Regions from separate parts of the Sus scrofa genome. Here regions 1 and 3 are each linked to region 2. A link is a contact called in public HiChIP or PLAC-seq and promoter capture Hi-C data. All regions are on one chromosome and are shown on one strand. The core of a region is the stretch at or near the end of the contact, and the rest is flanking DNA. Distances in the headings are between cores, read along the strand shown. Region 1 holds the start of DNAJC9 (dnaJ homolog subfamily C member 9). Region 2 holds the start of MICU1 (mitochondrial calcium uptake 1). Region 3 holds the start of FAM149B1 (protein FAM149B1).

Region 1 (4,400 bases), core at 238-2,737, 620 kb before region 2:
GGAGACTTTGAAGGCAGGACAGGCAGAGAGGAACTGACTTTAGTTGGGTTGTATCTTGGATCTAGGAAAGAGAAATGTTTTGGAAACCACAGAAGTCTGGAAGTTAGATAATAATCTACCCTGGTTTGAGGTCTTCAGAGAAACTTCAATTGGTAGAGCAGAGGCAAATGTGATTCTGGAAAGTATTGATCAGTTAGGGGAACTGATGTGAAATGGGTATTACTTTGAGCTACTGAGTTTCTGCCAACTCGACTACTGTTGTCTGTCTTTTTTAAAAGATTCGTATATATACAACTTCCTGTGTGGGCTCATCCTCTCCCTGATTTCCAAAGTTTTCTCTAACCCTGGCCTTGCTTTGGATTTCCAGGCCCAGATTTTTCACCATGTTTTAAATGATTGCATCAGCCTATCTTGCTACTACCTCAAATCCAACATGCTTTAGAAAACCTTTGCTTCTGAAGTTGACCTTTTTTTTTTTTTTCTTTTTTTTTTTTTTTGCGGGGATGGGAGGGGGACGTGCCTGCAGCATATGGAATTACCAAGCCAGAGAAAGAACCCGGACCAGAGCAGTGACATGAGCTGCTGCAGTGACAAGGCTGGATCCTTAACCTGCTGCACCACAAGAGAACTCCCCCAAAGCTTGTGTTTTTATTAAGATGATTGTTGGATTATATTATCTCCACCAAAGTGGAGGAGCTGTTAAGGTGAATAGGAATGATTCTGTAATAAATGTCAAATCTAGACTCTCAGATTAAAAAAGTTTTTAAAAGATTGGTATTTTGTGTTTTTTGTTTAATGTAGGCTTATTTATTGCAGGACTCAAGGGAAAGTCCCTTCCCAGCAGTTCCGCCACCTGTAGGATGCAAAATTATTTGGGCCTTAGAGCTCTATATACTCTTGTCAAATCATCATTGGAAAAGAGCAAATCTATTTAATCTTTAGGTTAAACCATGTGAAATTGCCAAACGCCAATGTTAGGCTTTTTTTTTTTTTTTAAACTGAAAAAAAGCAAAAAAACAGCATTGCAGGAGTTGCCCGCTGTGGCGCAACGGGATCAGCAGCATCTCTGGAGTTCTGGGACGCAGGTTCAATACCTGTCCCCTGCACGTGTTGCACATGTTGCCGCAGCTGTGGAGGTGGTCACAACTGGGGCTGGGATCTGATCCCTGGCTCGGAAACTCCATTTGCCGCGGGGCGGTCGAAAAAACCCCACCAAAACAACAATGCATAGATTCAGCTTAATATGATGAACGTTCCTTATACTGCATAAACTGAGCGGGGATTTTGAGAATATAGCTGCCAAGTTTCGAAAATAAGGGGAGTCGGGCCGCGGAGGAGAGGGCGGGGTAGAAGGAGATCCCCTAGGTCAGAGAGATCTGGGACGCCGTAGCCACACCCTGTCTCTACCTCGGCTGACGCCAGCTTTAACCACGCCCCATTTTGCAGCCGTCGTAAAGTGTGGCGTCGAGACCCCGCCCCTTCCTGCGCCTCTTATGACGCAGGCGCCCTGGGCGTTTTGCGCGGGAAAAGGAAGCGGTGTAGTGTTCTGCTCTGTTGTAGGGACCTGCTGTTTTCAGTGAGGCTGCCGCCCGCTCTGCACCACTACCAGCCATGGGACTTCTGGAGCTGTGCGAGGAAGTATTCGGAACCACCGACCTATACCGAGTGTTGGGCGTGCGACGCGAGGCCTCAGACGGCGAGGTCCGACGTGGTTACCACAAAGTGTCCCTGCAGGTGCACCCGGACCGGGTGGGCGAGGGCGACAAGCAGGACGCCACTCGCCGCTTCCAGGTACGCTAGACCCCGCTCCACCCGCCGCCCGGGCTTCTTTCCGTCTCCTGGCCGCTTAGCGCCGCCCGGGTGAAGTAAGCGGAACCCGGCCTGGCGTTTTCTAATCTTTTTTTTTTCCGCGGTGTTGTTCCAGTGAGGGGGCAGGGGTGACTTCTGGATGCTCTTTCCCGCAGATCCTCGGGAAGGTCTATTCCGTTCTGAGTGACAAAGATCAGAGGGCAGTGTACGATGAGCAGGGAACTGTGGACGAGGATTCTGATGTGCTCAGCCAAGATCGGGACTGGGAGACCTATTGGAGATTACTCTTTAAAAAGGTAAAGAACTCTGGAGATTTCCTTGTGACTGTTACCATCATTCATTCAACGAAGATTTATTGGATGCCTCTAAGGTCTTGCACTTTGTATTGTGTAAAAATGAGGAAATTTTTATTTGGCTTCGATATATTAATAAATACCCACAGGCATTCCTCAGGAGATACCTATCTAACCTATTGATCTTGAGGAAAGACAAATTTAACTATTAGGTTGAACCATGTGTATGTGTGAAACCATACACATACACACACTTAACTGAAATGGATCTTTAATCATCTGTTGATGTAGAATGATTATAGTAAAAGGGGGGCATTTAATTTTTTTTACAAGATGTGCTTTATTTTACATATCTAGATGCAAGTTTTGAGTATTTTCCTGGGTCTCTTCCCAACTTTGAAAACTTCACTTAAATTTTTCTGATCTGTAGCTTAGCAGTTGTAAAGGTCGGGCTGAGAGAACTCTGGAAAATCTTTGGCGTAGAAAATTTGGTTCCTTAAAACAGTTTCAGCTCAAGTAACGTGTATTGGGGAGAAGCATTTCAAGACCTAAATTTAGTTTTTACTAGAGTTCCTTTTATTTAAAATAAAATTCTCAAAGTTAAAGCATATATCTCTCATTTGTTCAGATATCTCTAGAGGACATTCAAGCTTTTGAAAAGACATACAAAGGTTCTGAAGAAGAGCTGGCTGACGTTAAACAGGCCTATCTAGACTTCAAGGGTGACATGGATCAGATTATGGAGTCTGTGCTGTGTGTGCAATACACAGAAGAACCCAGAATAAGGAATATTATACAACAAGCTATTGATGCTGGAGAGGTCCCATCCTATAATGCCTTTGTCAAAGAATCGAAGCAAAAAATGAATGCAAGGAAAAGAAGGGTAAGATTTTGAATGCTCTTTGTTATTTATATCTTGACTGCTTCCGAAAAGAATTTGAGGATATTTACAGTAATAAAAATACATAAAAGAAAAAGAAAATATATCTAAGACCACTGAGGACTTCTCTGGTGGTGGCCTAGCAGTTAAGGACTCTGTGTTGTCACTGCTGTGACTCAGGTCACTGCTGTGGCTTGGGTTCAGTCTCTGGCCCAGGAACTTCCCCATGCTATGGGTGTGGCAAAAAAAAAAAAAAACAAAACAAAAACAGAAAACACTGAAAAAAGGATAAGGGTTAACTTTATACTAGTTTTCATCTAATAAAATGAGCATATCAGCTCATTAAGGGAACCTTTTTTTTAACCTACTATGTTGTGCTCAGGAGGATTTTATGGCATGGATTATTTAGATAATCAATATTTTAAAGTAGCACTGAAATATTCTTCATATGGGCCAGTTCTTGTAGCCTTGCTGGGGCATTCCTGGGAGATGAAGTAAGGGAGCCCAGATACCTAAGCTAGATTGTGGTTCTTACTTGGTTAAAGGGTGGGGAGAGGGTGACAGAGACTGTGTCTGTTTTTCAGACTGTGTCTTTTTAATTCAGATTCCTTTGGTCTTGCCCAGATTGATCCTTGAATTGGACCCAGAAAATACCTTCTTTTTTTTTTGCATTTTAGGGCCGCACCCTCGGCATATGAAAGTTCCCAGGCTAGGGGTCGAATTGGAGCTGTAGCCACTGGCCTACACCACAGCCACAGCAACACCAGATCCAAGCTGTGTCTGCGACCTATACCACAGCTCACAGCACTGCTGGATTCCCAACCCACTGAGTGAGGCCAGGGATTGAACCTGCATCCTCATGGATTCATTTCTGCTGCACCACAACGGGAATTCCCCAGAATGTACATTTTCTTAAACAAATGATTTAGTTTATTTTTTATGAAGGTTTTTCTAAATACAACTTGGGATACACTTTTATGGAGTATCAAGGGTTGTGACTCATGTGTCCTTTATACCCATATTAATCTCTCGAGATGGTGAGGATAAGGATGATGGTAGGGAAAAGGAGTTTAAGGATATCTGGGGTTCAGGGAGGGAGTGCATTCAAGGTGGCAGACATCTATGCCTCTAGTCAGGAGGAAGACCAGATTGGTACTGAAGTCACCATTGCTGGCTTTCATAGTGAGAGCTCCATGGAAAGCGGACAGTCTAAGATTTTAGCTCTTTGGTGGGTACCTTATTATGTGTGGCTGAACTGGAGGTGAAGGAAAGTCTGCACCTTTTAGGTGCTAGATACGCAGGAGAAAGGTGACACCTGAGATGAATTGAGAGAAGCGAATGTGTATCAAGATCATCATTTTGACTCACAGGTTACATCTGTTTCCATTCAAGTTGACAATTTAGCTTAAGTTGTTAAT
Region 2 (4,695 bases), core at 1,655-4,154:
CCTACACCACAGCTCATGGCAATGTTAGATCCTTAACCGACTGAGTAAGGCCAGGGATCAAACCCACATCCTCATGGATACTAGTCATGTTCGTAACCTGCTGAGCCACAACAGGAACATCCTATATTTTTAAAAATATAGTTATTATTCAAAAATATGTTATTTATGTCAACATATAATGGGCTTATTATTTTAATGACTAAAAACATTTAAAAACTTCGGTTTTAATTTCTAACATAATAAGTATTGCTAGGTATAACACATATAAACAAGTTGTTTGGGGTCCTTAATAACTTTTAAGAGTGTAAAAGAGTCCTGTGACCAAAAAGTTTGAGACAGTGATTTGTTTTCACATATTATTTAATAATTAGCTGAACTGGAGTTCCTGTTGTGGCTCAGTGGTAACGAACCCAGCTAGTATCCATGAGGGTGCAGGTTTGATCCCTGGCCCTGCTCAGTGGGTTAAGGATCTGGCATTGCCATGAGCTGTGGTGTAGGTCACAGACATGGCTCATATTCAGCATTGCTGTGGCTGTGGTATAGGCTGGCAGCTATAGCTCTGATTTTACCCCCTAGCCTGGGAATCTCCATATGCCACAGGTAAGGCCCTAAAAAGACCGAAAAAAAAAAAAAAAAAAAAGAAAAAAAATTAGGTGACCTGGTTATTTAGTTTTATAGAGACAAATTTTGACTAAAATCAGGATTGAATGTCACCAATTCTTAAAAATTGATCTTTGGAGTTCCTTGATGGCCTAGGACTTAAGGATCCAGTATTGTCACTGCTGTGGCTTGGGTTGGGTCACTGCTACGGTGGGTGTTTGGTCCCTGGCCCAGGAACTTCTGCATGCTGTGGAGGAAAAAAATGAAAAAAAAAATTTGACCTTTGTTCAGCATTTTTGCATTGATAACTTTTTTTCTTATTCTGAAAAACACTTAACTCAGCCATGATTAACTTAACTAGTTAAGATTCCATGAGCCCCCAAAGTGTTCCAAGATAATCTATGCCACAACTTGAAATTCCAACCATTAGCATTAATGGACATACTGCCAAATACCCATTAGTAAACCGGGAAGAATGTCTTTATCAGATTTCTCACTCAACAGAGAACAGGCTTTAAATGGAAAGACACACAGAAAAGGTACATTTTAATAGCTGAGAAGCAAATCAGAAAAGATTCCTGGAGTTCCTGCTGAGGCTCAGGGGGTTAAGGACCTGATGTTGTCTCTGTGAGGATGGGGGTTCAATACCTGGCCTCGCTCAGTGGGTTAAGCTTCTGGTGCTGCCACAAGCTGAAGCGTGGGTTGAAGATATGGCTGGGATCCAGTGCTGCCATGGCTGTGACGTAGGCTCCCGCTCCAGCTCTGATTCAACCCTTGTTCTGGCTGCCTTCGTTTCCATGGTTGTAGCCTGGGAACTTCCATGTGCTGCAGGTGCGGCCATAAAAAGAAAAAAATTTTTAATTAAAAAAATAAAGATTCCTGCTATTCCCATTGTGGTGCAGTGGAAATGAATCTAATTAGGAACCATGAGGTTGCAGGCCTCGCTCAGTAGGTTAAGGATCTGGTATTGCCGTAAACTATTTTGTAGGTTGCAGACCCGGCTTGGATACTGCATTGCTGTGGCTGTGGCGTAGGCTGGCAGCTGTAGCTCTGACTTGACCCCTAGTCTGGGAATCTCCATGTGCCGGGGGTGCAGCCCTAAAATGCAAAATAAATAAATAAATAAATAAATAAATAAATAAATAAATATTCCCAATTCTTGTGTCAAGATGATCCAGGGACAGTAGATTGAAGATGTCTTTGGTGTTCTTTCTATCAGGTCTGTGCCAGCCATACCATTTGATACATTACCTAGGGAGGGGTCATAGCCCGCTTCCCCATCTACAATTCACAAAAACCGTTTTCATCAACAGGATGGTTGGAACAAACATGGGGTTGCCTGTAAAGTGCTAGCGCAGTGCCAAGAACATAACGATCTGTCCTTCTTGGGATAGTGGGGAGGGAGAGTCCTCTGAGAAGAAATGGAGAAAATAGTTGTTTTGCTTCCTTCACAATTTAACCCAGTGATAGTTCTGGCTGCCTTCTTTTGTTTCCATGGTTGTAGCCTTTGCTACAGCTCTGCTAAGGAAAGTATTTATTTATTTTTGACTGTACCCCCCAGAATGCAAAACTTCTCGGTCAGGGATCAAATCCACACCACACCAGCAACTGGAGCCACACCAGTGACACCCTGGACCCTTTAACCAATAGGCCACCAGAATCTAGAACTAGGAAATTCCTGAAGAAACTTTTAAATTCCATCATATCATAATCAAAATATTGTCATTCTCTTGAGACTTTTCCATTCTCACTCCTGACAGCAACCTCTGAGGAAAAAAAATGTTACTAGTAGCTCGGTGACTAAACTCTCCAATCATATTAGCTTGCAAAGAGAACTTCTGAAAAACCTAAATAATAGACAATGCGGTGAGTCGGTTTCTAAATTTAAAAAAGCTTCAAGGTCAGGAAACAGGCAAATTTCACCAGAAGCCTAAACCTAAACGCAGTTCGAAAAGAACAATTCCCAACTCACTGTGGTCCAGTTTTCTTTTCATTGTCTCCTGTTTTGCTTAGTCAACACATAAAGGGGCATCAACGAGGCGGAAGCCGGCACACTAAATCTCTTTCACAGACATCTATACCACTAGCGCGTGGAGGGTGAACCGCCAGAGAAAAATCCGGAGAGCTTCCACTGTCCCGCCTAAATACTGAGGCCGGGGCGGGGCCCGAGGCCGGGGCGGGGCCCGAGGCCGGGGCGGGGCCCAAGGCCGGGGCGGGGCGGGTTGCCTGGCCCCTCCCCACTCCCTATCCTCCATGCCCCGCCCACACGCATTTCGCCACGATCCCGACAGCCCTAGCGGCTAGAAGGGTTACGTGAGGGTGGGCGGCGGAGCTGGAGGCTTAACTTTGTTGCTCTCTTCATCTCTATGGTTTTCCGAGGTGCGCGGCTTTGACGGAGAAGCAGCTGAAGCTCCGCTGTAGACGGGTGAGTCCTGTACTCTCAAGGGTATGAGGCGAGACACGTTTAGAGAAGATGAAAGGAAGGATGATGCGAAAAGCTTTAGGGACCTGACCTCCGGGACTGGCCGTTTGTCTGCTCCGGAATTAGCAACTTCTCTGGTCGACCGGGATAGCTGTCTCTCCCTGATGTGCTCAGTTTAGGGGCTTGAGAGCAGTCCTTAGTCCTGCCGGCTTCCTTTCCTCCGCTTTCTTTGACCTCACCTGGTCCCTTCTTCCTGTCCCAGGAGAACTTCTCCTGCCGAGTTCCCAGCTGCAGGGTTCACTTGAGCTTCGACGTCCCTCTTCGGGCGACCAAAGACATCCCCTGGGATTTGTGGATGTGGTTGGAAGTGGGTGGGGACTTTATTGTTAAATGTCTGATGGGGCCAAGTATTAATCATTGAAACAAAACCAAAAAAAATGAAAAAAAAATTGATGGGGAGCTGAAGGAACAAAACAAAGTTCAGGCTTCTTAGACTGTTCGGTTTTTGCCTTTCCCAGTGCCTTACCTGTTTTTATTCTCCCTCAGGTTCCCTTACCACCATCTCATTTTGGCCCACAATGCGGTGTTTTGAGAATGAGCCGGGGTTTATTGACTCAAGCTGAATGTTGGGAGGAGAGTTTAAAACTGTTTAAGTTGCCAGTCTCTATGATCTTATTGTTTATGGTTTCTATACCCTCCCTTTCGGATGCCTGAAAAGTATTGTAGCTATTTGTAAAGCTAAGTAGAAAAACCATTTTATAGCTGAGGGACTGGAGTAAAAGAAAAATTCTCCTTGTGGTACCTGGAAATACCTATTTTCTTTCAGTTTCATAAGCAGATGTTTCTATCAGTTATTGGGTGCTTTCTTGGGCATACCTTTGTTTATGTTAAAGTATTCCTTTGAATTACATGTGCAGGTGATCTAGCAGTAGAAAGGGTGCAACAGTTTGGGGTTGATAGCTGTAGGAGAGTTTAGATTTCATTAAATGATATGACACACAAAATGTCAGCATCTGGAGACAGTGGTGTTGGCCAGGTTGACCAACCCATTATCTTCCTGCTTTGGGTAAGGTAATGTTAAATATTGCCTTATTCTAAAAACTTTTTAGAACCCACTGCCACTTGCTTGTGAGACGGTAGCTCTGGTCTCCAGCTACTCTTAAGTTTCATTGCTGAGAATTATGAGACCAAAAACAAGCCTAACAAAAAGTAAAAATTCAGGAGTGGATTTTGTGCCTGAGGAGAAAAGGAAAGAGTGACAGAAACTAGTAAGAGCAAGAGAGCCAAAGAGTGTATTGCTGTCTCCATTTATAATCAGTAGAACATTTACAATATTCAGTAGACCTTTTGCATTCCCAGGGGGTGCATCTTGGGACTGACTTTCCTGTATTTTAACAATGATATGTAATTTCTCCCAAAATGTAATACTATGTAAAATTATTATAATGAATCTGACTCGTCAGATCTTATATTATTTATAATTATAAGGCTAAAGTAATTGATAAAGTTATTACACCTAATTCGGCCACTTTAAATCTTTAATTTTCCCTATTTAACAATTTTTACAGTGGCTGCAGCTCTTGGTGAACATTTACCAATTTTTTCCATATGAAGTAGTTTAATATTCCCTTTAAAAGTGAACCATTTTTGTAGTTCCCATTGTGGCTCAGTGG
Region 3 (4,699 bases), core at 226-2,725, 550 kb before region 2:
AGGAAAGATCACAGACTGATTTTCTTTGTATGACTACTGCACCAAATAAAGGTGGGAAGGAACAAGGAAATGACCATTTATTGAGGCCCTATTAAATGTCAAGCCCTATGCCATCATTTTAGACATGCTTTTAGATAAAGTCTTATTCCTATGTTATAGAAATGAAGGCTCAAAAAATTAGTAATTTGCCTAAAATTCAGAAGGCTAGAAAAGAGTCTAACCAGAAACCCAGGTGTGACTGAAAATACCATAGCTGTTATTACCATATATAATTAATATTTAATTAATAAATGTATGGTTGCTAAAATTACATACCTTAGTGGAGAAAAACAACAACTGGGATTTGGGGTTAAAAAGCCCAAGCTCAAAAACCTATTGGTTATATAATCTTAAGATGTGTACCTTTCTGATACTTCCTCTGCTGAAAATTGAAGATGGTCATATCCATCTTAAAGATTAAGATGTGAAAGTTTCTGAAAGTGTAAAGCATTAATAAATGTATGACATTATCATTACTTCCTAAATTACAACACTTCACTAAGTTGTTCAAGCTGGAAATATCTGTTCTCTAAAGTCTCAAAAGCAAACCTGATCCTGAGGATTCTGACTCTTCAACGCAGAGGTGGGGAGACAGTATGTAATGGTTATGACCACAAACTTCAGAATCAGACTGATAACGGGTCTATACTTCAGCTCCATCACCACCTAGCTGTGTGATCTTTGGCACGATACAACCTTCAGATCTGGGATCTTTATCTTGTAGGAAGTACAAAATAAGAGTTCCTATCTGGTATCCTTATTGATAGGATTAAGTAAGCTAATGCATGTAAGCGCTTCGCAGGGTGTTTGGCTTTAGACGTATTCAACTTTATTGTAGGACTCAGTTATTAATAACTTCACGAGTTGTTAGTGGCCATGGAAAGTGGGGCATGGAACACAACGGAAACTACAAATGCCTTAGGAAACCCAGTTCCTGAGCCCCGGGAGTGCAGCCCAAGAGGGTCAAGTCCTGGGATTGCACTGGTAACACGCTCTTAGCTGGAGATGGAGGTCTGGAGGGGCAACGTCCGGCAAGGCTAGGAGGAGAAAATTTCAAAGAATTTTTTCTTTCCCTCGCCCTGGGAAAGAAAAAGGAGCAAGGGACTGGTCAAGGAGGGTCCCCAGAGCGCCTGCGGCCCGCCACGGCTTCCCCCGGCCCCAGCTGGGTGGCTGAGCAGTCCACTCACAGCTCCAAGTTCTGAGGCACCGCCTTCCGTGTGTATCTGGAGATCATCCTCCTCTTCCTCCTCAGCCGCGGCCGGGGCGGCCAAGCCAGGGTGGGGGCCTCCGGGCCTGGCCCTCCCGCCAGCTCCGGCTCGGCCCCCTCCCGCCACCTTCCGGCCCCGTCACGCCCCGTCTCCTAGACTCCGGACCGCCACCACCCCAGGATCCCCACCTCTCCAGTCCTCTCCCCTCCCTGTTTCCCCGTGGGGGCGGAAGTGACGAACGCACAGGTGCAGCCGCCTAATACTCCCGCCGACACCTAGCAAAGGCGACGCTGGGAGTTCCGGAGCTGAGCCGGTTTCTGACTTAAGTTTCCGCTGGCTTCAGGTCCTAGACAAGCGTGTGGATCCAGTCAGAGCCGGGCTTTGGCTGCTGCTGGCAGCCCACGAGGTAGGAGAGAAGGCTGAGGAAAGGTGCCGCAGCAGGGACGTGAGGAAGAGGCCCAGGCTTTAGAACTGGAAGCGAAATTGGCTTCATTTTGTTGGATGAAGAAGGGACCCTTGTTTTGAGTAAAGAGCGCTAGAACCTAGTCCGGCCTCAGCTGCTTGGTTGCTTCTCCTGCCGTGCTCCCGGTTTCCTCATATGTACAGTGTGGAGTCAGTCTGAGTGATCTCAAAGTCCCTTCTAGCCTGACACTAAATTCTTCATAATAAGGTGTGCTTGGCATTCTGGGGTGGGTGAGTATTTATTATCTGTCAATCTGGACTGTAGTGAGTGTCTGGATAGAAGATGCAAGTTCCTCTCGACTTAGTTTTATTAGTTCCTTGGAAAACCAAATAAGCCTGAAAATCGAATCACAGCCTTAAAGTGGACCATCCAGTGCAATATCTTTCTTTAACAAGCCTCACCTGGCAGCAATAGTAAGCTAGTACTTTTGTCTGTAAGGGAAATCCTTAGAAAACAGTTATTTATACCCTCTGAGACCTGAAAAGGGGCGGAGGGCGGTGGTTTGGGACGGGTTGTTGTAGGATCAAGAGCCATGGGCAGATTATTTTGGGGTGAAATGATAGGATATAAATGTTTTGTAGTTTTGAATTCACCCATGATGTACAAGGGGAAAGATTTAAATTCTGCAGAGTAAGGGAGATTACTCTTAAGAGTGTTTAAACAATAAAAATTCAGGGAAGAAGTTCCCTGGTGGCTCAGGAGGTTAAATACAGCTGTGTCATGGGTTCAGTCACTGGCCTGAGAACTTATGCATGCTACAGGCATGGCAGGAAAGAAAGGAAGAACGAACGAACGAAAAGAAAGAAAGAAAGAAAGTAAAGAGAGAGAAAGAGAGGGAGAAGAGGATGAAGGGAGGAAAGTAGAGACGGATTTTAGAAATGATAAAATAACATTCTCATTCTACAATTAGGGGGAAGCCCCAGAAAGAGAAAATGAAATGCCCAGAATGACACAACTAGGACCAGTGGCAGAACTGGAATTTTTGTCAATATTTCAAGAGATGTTATTGCATTGTTTCTGACCGTGTGTTACATGCACCACTATTAGTGCAAAGGCAAACATTTTTTATTTCATTTTTACACGCTTATTAACTTGGGAATGCAGTACTAGATTTCCATTTACTGTATTGTATCAAAAGTTGCTTTCATATAATTGTAAGTATAAAAATGTCATTGAAAGAATTTTAATTAAATGCTATAATTGGTATGTGGTCAAGGCAAAAATCATGATGATTGTATGTGGATAACTGAATTTTGGAAAACAACATTAATGGAATTGCCTAGAATAGTTCAAGGAATGGGATATTACTTCTGCATTATTTTGTATGGTTTATATTATTGCCACTTTAAATGTAGCTTTCAAAGAAGAATGGAGGAAAATATGAAGCTTGCTACAGTGGAAGATACTGTAGAGTACCGCCTGTTCCTGATATCGGATGAACTAAGGGACCCAGAAAAACACAGAGAGATTCTTCAAAATTATATTGAGAAGATAATGACCCAGTTTGCACCTATGCTGGTCCCCTATATCTGGCAGAATCAGCCTTTCAATCTCAAATATAAACCTGGGAAAGGTGAGGCTCTTTCACTTATTTTGATTGGATATGTGTGATTTTTTAATGTCATTCTAACAACAGTGATGTATGATATTCATATTTCATTCAGTGTTGTCAGGAGATTTAGAGCCTGAACTTTTTAGATTAGTGATATTTGCCTATATTCAGTTAAGCCCTTGAACTTAAAAAAAAAAAAACTTTTTAAAATTAATATTGATGAAAATTAATAGTCATTACCTTAGGAACTAATATATACTCAATATTAATTAGCCATGGTTCTTCGTTTGAAATTTAATTACTTAATTATGCCATAATGTATCTAGGTACCTATACTAAACAGGTTCAAGCATGTGTCTTCCTTAACCATAGTTCTTTTAGCTGTTACTCTGTATTCCTCAGTCTTAACAGTGTGTGTATTAGGTTGCCTTGTTTCACGTAGTTATTTTAGTGAGGATCTAAGAGTGGCTCTGCCTGGGATTTACCACTGTGGCACAATGGGATTGGTGGTGTTTCTGGAGTGGTGGGGCGAAGTTTCAGTGCCCAGCCTGGCACAGTGGGGAAGTGCTGCTGCTGAAGCTGTGGCATAGGTCACAGCTGTGGCTCACATCTGATCCCAGGTCCAAGAACTCCATATGCTGCTGGGAGTCCAAAAAAGAAAATAAATAAATAAATAAATAAACATTTTTTAAAAGTTTAAAAAAATTAGAGTGGCTCTGCCTGGCTGCTAAAGAGAAATAATTGAACTAAATGACCATTATCGGCCCACTCAGAAGTATTTTGAGTTTCCTTCACTGATTTCCTGTGTTGTCAGTGCTTGAGATCTGACCTCTGGCCCAGTAGGGCATTTTGCCCTGTCATTTCTTATAACTTCACTAAAAATGAATTATGGAGAGGTGACCAAGGCTCTACTCATGCAGCGACTTATGTAGGGTCTTGTTTCAGATCTGACGTCTTATGATACCGTCCTTCTGGCTCTTAATTTAGTGCATATCTGCTTATTTTTTGGTTAGCAGTTGCTGGATGTCTTCCCTGCTGTTAATTTTATTGAACTCCTATTCACAGAAACACGTGATATTTATTGGCAAGAATATTGTCACATTAGCACTGCACATCCAAAGCCAATTCCTTATATTTTTTTCTAGAAAATTATTTTTACAGGGTGTTCTTATCTTGCTTAATGGCATTGCTATCCATGTAGCTGTCAAGCTCATTAGTAATTCAAAATCATACTCAACTACTCACTTCACTCTATTCAGTCAGGCACTAAAGCTCAAATCCTCATGTTATTACTCCTCAAATATGGCTCCTTTTATACACCTGGTTACGGTCTAGACCCTCTGTAGATCTGAAAGACTGCGGTGGTCACCTAACTTCTTTGGTTCCAGTGTCTCCAGTTCCTGACACTGTTGCCAGTTACAACATCAATTTGATTAT

Evidence for each region. Promoter capture Hi-C pulls out the DNA fragments that hold promoters and counts their contacts. HiChIP or PLAC-seq counts read pairs in DNA pulled down with a chosen protein or histone mark.
Region 1: an H3K27ac HiChIP or PLAC-seq map of alveolar macrophages shows a contact between it and region 2. The contact joins the promoter of DNAJC9 here to the promoter of MICU1 in region 2. A contact is called at or near these places in 1 of 5 promoter capture datasets (fetal liver), 1 of 47 Hi-C or Micro-C datasets (heart right ventricle) and 1 of 2 datasets of contacts at active chromatin or transcription factors (alveolar macrophages).
Region 3: a promoter capture Hi-C map of fetal skeletal muscle shows a contact between it and region 2, with 5 times the contacts expected there. The contact joins the promoter of FAM149B1 here to the promoter of MICU1 in region 2. A contact is called at or near these places in 1 of 5 promoter capture datasets (fetal skeletal muscle), 1 of 47 Hi-C or Micro-C datasets (heart right ventricle) and 1 of 2 datasets of contacts at active chromatin or transcription factors (alveolar macrophages).

The regions. Positions count from the first base shown.
Region 1 is chr14:76,067,388-76,071,787 of Sscrofa11.1, reverse strand. It overlaps DNAJC9 (dnaJ homolog subfamily C member 9), which reads left to right and starts at 1,487. Exons shown (of 5, transcript XM_003483498.4): 1 at 1,487-1,791; 2 at 1,965-2,105; 3 at 2,731-2,985. The coding sequence starts at 1,612. It overlaps MRPS16 (28S ribosomal protein S16, mitochondrial), which reads left to right. Exons shown (of 4, transcript XR_001301010.1): 4 at 511-771.
Region 2 is chr14:75,443,807-75,448,501 of Sscrofa11.1, reverse strand. It overlaps MICU1 (mitochondrial calcium uptake 1), which reads left to right and starts at 2,904. Exons shown (of 12, transcript NM_001243605.1): 1 at 2,904-3,025.
Region 3 is chr14:75,989,433-75,994,131 of Sscrofa11.1, reverse strand. FAM149B1 (protein FAM149B1) reads right to left here and starts at 1,475. Exons shown (of 13, transcript XM_013983338.2): 1 at 1,227-1,475. The coding sequence starts at 1,273. ECD (protein ecdysoneless homolog) reads left to right here and starts at 1,510. Exons shown (of 13, transcript XM_005671096.3): 1 at 1,510-1,653; 2 at 3,066-3,283. The coding sequence starts at 3,079.